2 separate regions of the Zea mays genome follow, and region 1 is linked to region 2. A link is a contact called in public HiChIP or PLAC-seq data. All regions are on one chromosome and are shown on one strand. The core of a region is the stretch at or near the end of the contact, and the rest is flanking DNA. Distances in the headings are between cores, read along the strand shown.

Region 1 (2,700 bases), core at 150-2,649, 470 kb after region 2:
TGATGTTTTATGACATTTATCTCTATACACTCTGTTATTATATATGTTGTCTTCTTGGCGCATGTATGAGATGCACCTGGCTTTGTTCCTTAAAGTCGGGTGTGACAGTGTTGGACTCTGAGAACTTGGATATCCAATCCAACAGCTCCTCATCATTGTCCTCAACAAAATCTTCAATCAGATCTAGCACATGAAGATGCCTATAAAACCAAAAGCACCAACCATGAGCATGAGGTGCCAGTACTACATATAAATCGTAGCAGAATGTGCTGGCAAAATCAAATGGCACATTGTTCTAACCTTTAAGCAACAAAAGGTTGTGAAGATAGTTGAATCTAACATTTTATTTTGTCAAACATATCTTAGGGATGAACTGAGGGCAGACAAAGCAAGCACTGTGGTAGATTGCGTCATCATCTCGCAAATGTTGTTCTCTTTACTACTCTCTCGTACAGACGAAATTACAGAGTTAGATGGAAAGAAGTGAAAATGTTCAGTGGTTCAGTTTAATTGCAACTAAATTTACATTAATAAGATTGTACAGAATTAAAATTGTTATGATATGATCATAAGAAGCTTAGGGAAAAGAGGGAAATATGGCACAATACTAAAAATATTAAAACTATACCTCTGTCAGCGGTATCTTTATATGCCTGAACTGATAACTAGTGAAAATATTAAAATTACTTTTACCTCTTAATTAACATATGTTTATGAGTTTTCCATTATATTGCAGTTGCCTTTTTGGCTCCATAATTGTCATATGATTGAAAGTTAATTGGCATCTCTATTCTCATTGCAATTGTGGAACCCAGATCATGGCCATTAGGCCATGGCCATGTGCTTCAAGGGTAGCCTAAAGAAGTTACATACATATATGTTCTTCAAGCCTGCAAGGGGTAGCCTAAGACAGCAATGTACATACCACATTAAAGCAACACTAGCACACTTGCAAAAGGGGGAAAAGAAAGAAAGTCCTCCTAGTTACAAACCGGCGACAACAAAACCATTCCTGCCACCTGCCCTGCCAACAAATCGATACTAGTACCGCGAGCCACAAATTTATGTGCCTCAAGTCAAACCATGCCCCCTCCGGGCACCTTCCTGGTCTGAAGCCCACTTCCTCCTAGTTGAATTCGCGCTACTAATAGAATCCCTTTCACCTAGCGATTGGCAGGGAGCAAAGACATCAGCGAGAAGAGGATTCTTGTCGACATGTTGTCCTAGGCATTCAACAATCCTCCACCGGGCAAGGTCAACTACTTGCTTTTCTCAGGGGGTCAGGATCTCTCTGATCTCCTTCGCAGTCTTAGAATGGAACTCTCTGATATCCTGCTAGTACGACCTCTCAATGCATTGTAAACATGAGAAGTTTCTCGAGAAAACCTCTTTCCTTTCCTCTCTATATATATCTCTCAAGTCTCAACGACCCCTCCCACTCCCGCCTTGCTCGTCCCCCTATTTCCCTTTCTCTCTCAACCTCTATCCCTGCTTCATTCTCCCAAAGTCACTGAAGACCAACGTTGGAAGGCGCGGCGGTGAGGAGATTAGTACCGAAGATCAAGCAGGAGCCTGCAGAGACGACCACGATCCGCAAACTAGTCCGCGTCTTCTGCGACGACCACGTCGGCATGGACTCCTCCAGCCACCATGGCTGCTGCCGGTGGCGGTGCTAGAGCGGAGGCAGGGCTGCGTAAGTTCCTCGTGGAGCATCAGCCGTGCTGCAATGCCACGGTGCCCAAGGGGAGTGTTGTCGACGGTGGCAAGAGGAAAGTGGCGGCGGCGGGCGTGCCGACGGAGCCGAGGTACAGGGACGCGCAGAGGAGACGGCCTAGGGGGCGGTACTCGGCGGAGATCCGCGATCAACATAAGGGCGTGTGGCTGTGGCTAGGCACGTTCGACACTGCTGAGGAGGCGGCCAGGAGGTACGACAGTGAGGCGTGCCGACTCCGCGGGCCGTCGGAGAACACCAACTTCCTTGCGACGCTTGATTATCGTGTCCCGCTTCCGGCGCTGTCGCTGCACGCCTTGCTGCCATGTGTAAGAACACTAGTATGGATCGGGGTTGAGCGCTACTCCCAGCACTCGAAGGGTATCGTGGTGTTACACGACGAGTCCACCGCAAGCTAGATGCAACTGGGCCCGAGTTCCTCCCCTCGTCCCCCTTCATCATTATTCCTTACATAATACATAACTCCTTCTATCGACTCTGGACACCCCACACTATGATGTGGCCCTCTACAGCCCATAGACTCGACTATTGGGCCTCCTTAGTCGAGTTGTCTTTTCCACCACCGAGTCTTCATCAGCCATCCCCTTCTTGATCCTCACATTCTTCCCTCTTTTAGAAGAAGCTTATCCCCAAGCCTCATGGCCCGGGAAACAAAGCTTGAGAGAATCGAGGTCCTCCTAGGTACGGTAGCAAGCTCTTCCGACCATTGCGCCCACTTGATCAGAAACTGGAGTTTGTCACCAGATGGACTTGACATCGCTGGGGGATTTTTTTAGGTATCTGTCATTTTTCAGACAGCAAGGGTAATTTGGTCCAACTGATTATTTGAAGCAGCTAGTAGGTGGAGTTTGTAAGCGAATGTCTCCACTTTGGCTTAAATAGGAAACTGACCAAAGTATTTGAACGCTAATTTGTGATTAGCTCTTTTGACCAAAGAGGACTAAACATAGGGTCGAAGTTTAAGGTAC
Region 2 (3,028 bases), core at 264-2,763:
CTTATATAAAAACTTTAGAAAATAGTGAAATGTCATATTCTAAAAAAATAGCCTACACCATTAGTTAGATTCCAATTCCTCAAAATGAAAGGAAACAAACGAGACCTAAAGGATTTTCATTTCTAAGGAGAATCAATTCATTTTCCATTGAAAAAAATGAGAATGTCTTGTAAAAATAGAGTTACCAAACTAGTTCTTATATGATGAATAAGTCGCGCCTAAATAAGCCACCTAAATAAGCGAAAGCACGTATGTTGCCGATTATAATTAGCACTAAATAAATGTCACTTGTGTATAGCATTTGACAACACACAACTTTGGAGTCATACACTAACAATACAAATGAAAATCCAAAAGCTCATCCTCCCATAAGCGATATCCTTGTTTATAGGGCTGAATGAAATGCTCGTGGCTCGTTCGGTTCGTGGCAAACTCGGCTCAACTCGGATCGACTCGTTTGAATTTTTTCATGAGCTAAGCTGACATCCTAGCTCGATCCATTAGTAACCCAACTCGGTTTATTAACAAGCTAGCTTGCGAGCTAAACGAAATACCACATTTGAGCAAAACAAAACTATATACATATTATTTATGTAATAATTGATGAATATGTATGTGTGGTGTCTATGGCCTATGCGTTAAACTAATGATTGATGGACTATTTCTATTTGTTAAATTAATATATGTGAATATAACTGTGGGTTAACTTGATGAACATGTATGTGAATCGTGAATTGATTAGTGATGTGTTATATTAATTTAGTGTTACATTGATGTGGTTTATGAAACAATGAGTATAATTACTATTTTCTATTATTAAATTAGTTTAAAAATAACTAAAAATTGATTATATATATATATATATATATATATATATATATATATATATATATATATATATATTATTTTTTTTACTCTGACTCGCGAGCTAAACGAGTCAGCTCGAGTTTATAAGAGCTAGACTAATATAGACTCGTTAGTTTAATAAGCTGAGCCGAACCAGCTCCTTAGCTCACAGCTCAAACTTAAACGAGCCGAGTTAAACTGGTCCGATATCGAGCCCGCACAAAAGTACGCGGTTATTAGTACAACAAAGCCCACACCAGAAAACAACAGTAGCGATGCCGAAACAAGCCGATCAAAACCAAGTCTATGTAGTACTACAAAGCAGCACAGCACAGAGCTCCCCGTCGGACTAGCATGGAATCCTCAGCCCTCGGCAGTCGCTGGCACCAATGGCCGGCTGACAGCGTGCAGTGGTTCCAAACCACGTCTCCCTCGGGCTCACCACCACTGCGAACCCACCTCCTCTCCTCTGACCGCCGGACCAACGCGCGGAGACTAGAGCGGCGGCCATCGCTCGCTGCTGCCAAAAGCACGCAGGCACCCATCGTAAAAATATATTCTCACCCCGCCCCTTGGCCCTTGCCCGCGGGGGAGAGACAGGCCCACCCACGCTCCCGGGCCCGGAACGAGATGGGTGGTGAGCTCACCGCTGCCTCGTGGTGGGCAACGCGAGGCGGCCGAAACTGACACACTCCCTCTCCGCTCTCTCTCTCTCTCTCGCAGCCATGCTCACACACACACGCAGGCAGCAGTCACGCTGTGGGAGGGGCAGAGAAGCGAGCGACACAGGAAACTGACGTCGCTTTTGACGGCCTGCTACATAAATCCCCTCGCCTGCCTCCCTTCCCATCTCCTTCCCCGCAAAAATCGCCCGGGTGCCAGGTGCGCGGCGCAGGGAGGTCGCGACGGATTCCGGGCAAGTGCATGTGAGATCCGATGGTGGCGGCTGCAGCGGCGGCCGGCGGCGGTGAGTGCGTCTGTGTCGCTCGCTGCTGGTTGCGGCGCTTGAGTTGAGCCTCCTCCCCTCCGAGGGGGTTTTGGGTTTGTTTGTGACGAGGTTTTGCTTGCCTCATGTGGCTGGGCCTGGGCGTGCAGGCGCCGACGCGGGATGCGGAGGCGGAGGCGGAGGCGGAGGGAAGGACGCGCTGTTCGTGGAGCTGTGGAAGGCCTGCGCGGGGCCGCTGTCCAGCGTGCCGCTACTCGGGGAGAAGGTCTACTACTTCCCGCAGGGCCACATCGAGCAGGTGAGGCAGCAGCTGAAACGGAGGGTGGCTTTGTTGTTCCCGTTGATGTTGCCGCTGCATCCCCGCGTGTTTAGAAGGGGTTTTGGGATACCGGATACGCGTGTGCGCACGCGTCGGAATCTTCGCCCGGATTTCGCGTGGTCGCAGCGGATTCCGGGGTTTGGGCGGGGTTTATCTAATCCGAGCGCGACGGGGTCCCGGATTCCAAATCCTCGTCGTCCGCAGCTTGGGGTTCGTGGTTCTGGTTCCTGTGAAGCCCCCGCGCCTTTGCGCGGAATCGTGGACTCTGACGGGAATTGTCTGGCGGCTTTTGCGGGGTTCGTTCGCATGTCCGCTGCAGTGCTGCAGCCTGCGCTGGGGTTTTGCTTCTTCTGATGTGGAGGGTTCGGCATTTGTGTGCCATGGGCGATTCGGTGCCTCGGAATCCCATCCGGAAGGAGGGTCTTCTGATTTGGGCTATTTTTTCTCTCTCTAGGTTTGCCAGGTCGTCGGTTACTTTTGCTGGTCACTTCAGTGAGCTCAGATGAAGTTTTTTCATTTCATTTCATTTGACCCTAGAGGCTTGGTCTTTCTTTAGTGCCTCTGCCTCGAATGGTATTAGGGATCAGCGCCTTTATGGTTTTTTAATGTTATCCAAAGCTCCGCAATTTTTTTACTGACATGGGGTGGTATGCAATGATTCCTCTTTCTAAGATTCTGCTTGTTTCTGCTGTGCTCTCAGGTGGAGGCATCGACAAACCATCTTGCCGAGCATCAGGGCACGCCCCTCTACAACCTGCCATGGAAGATACCCTGCAAGCTCATGAACATGGAGCTGAAGGTAACAACAACTTGGCTTCTTTGCTGTTCACTGTACAATGTTCTGAATGCATATGATTTACCCTCGTTTCCTTTGCTAGGCTGAGCCGGATACTGATGAGGTGTACGCCCAACTCACC

What was found. HiChIP or PLAC-seq counts read pairs in DNA pulled down with a chosen protein or histone mark.
Region 1: a contact with region 2 is called in an H3K4me3 HiChIP or PLAC-seq map of leaf, with 6 times the contacts expected there. The contact joins the promoter of LOC103642314 here to the promoter of LOC100383196 in region 2. A contact is called at or near these places in 4 of 25 Hi-C or Micro-C datasets (bundle sheath, ear, leaf and 1 more) and 1 of 3 datasets of contacts at active chromatin or transcription factors (leaf).

What each region holds. Positions count from the first base shown.
Region 1 is chr10:14,138,706-14,141,405 of Zm-B73-REFERENCE-NAM-5.0, forward strand. It overlaps LOC103642314 (ethylene-responsive transcription factor 7), which reads left to right and starts at 1,400. Exons shown (of 2, transcript XM_020546108.1): 1 at 1,400-2,700. The coding sequence starts at 1,651. The coding sequence ends at 2,130.
Region 2 is chr10:13,672,486-13,675,513 of Zm-B73-REFERENCE-NAM-5.0, forward strand. It overlaps LOC100383196, which reads left to right and starts at 1,514. Exons shown (of 14, transcript NM_001175858.1): 1 at 1,514-1,813; 2 at 1,942-2,090; 3 at 2,812-2,910; 4 at 2,990-3,028. The coding sequence starts at 1,783.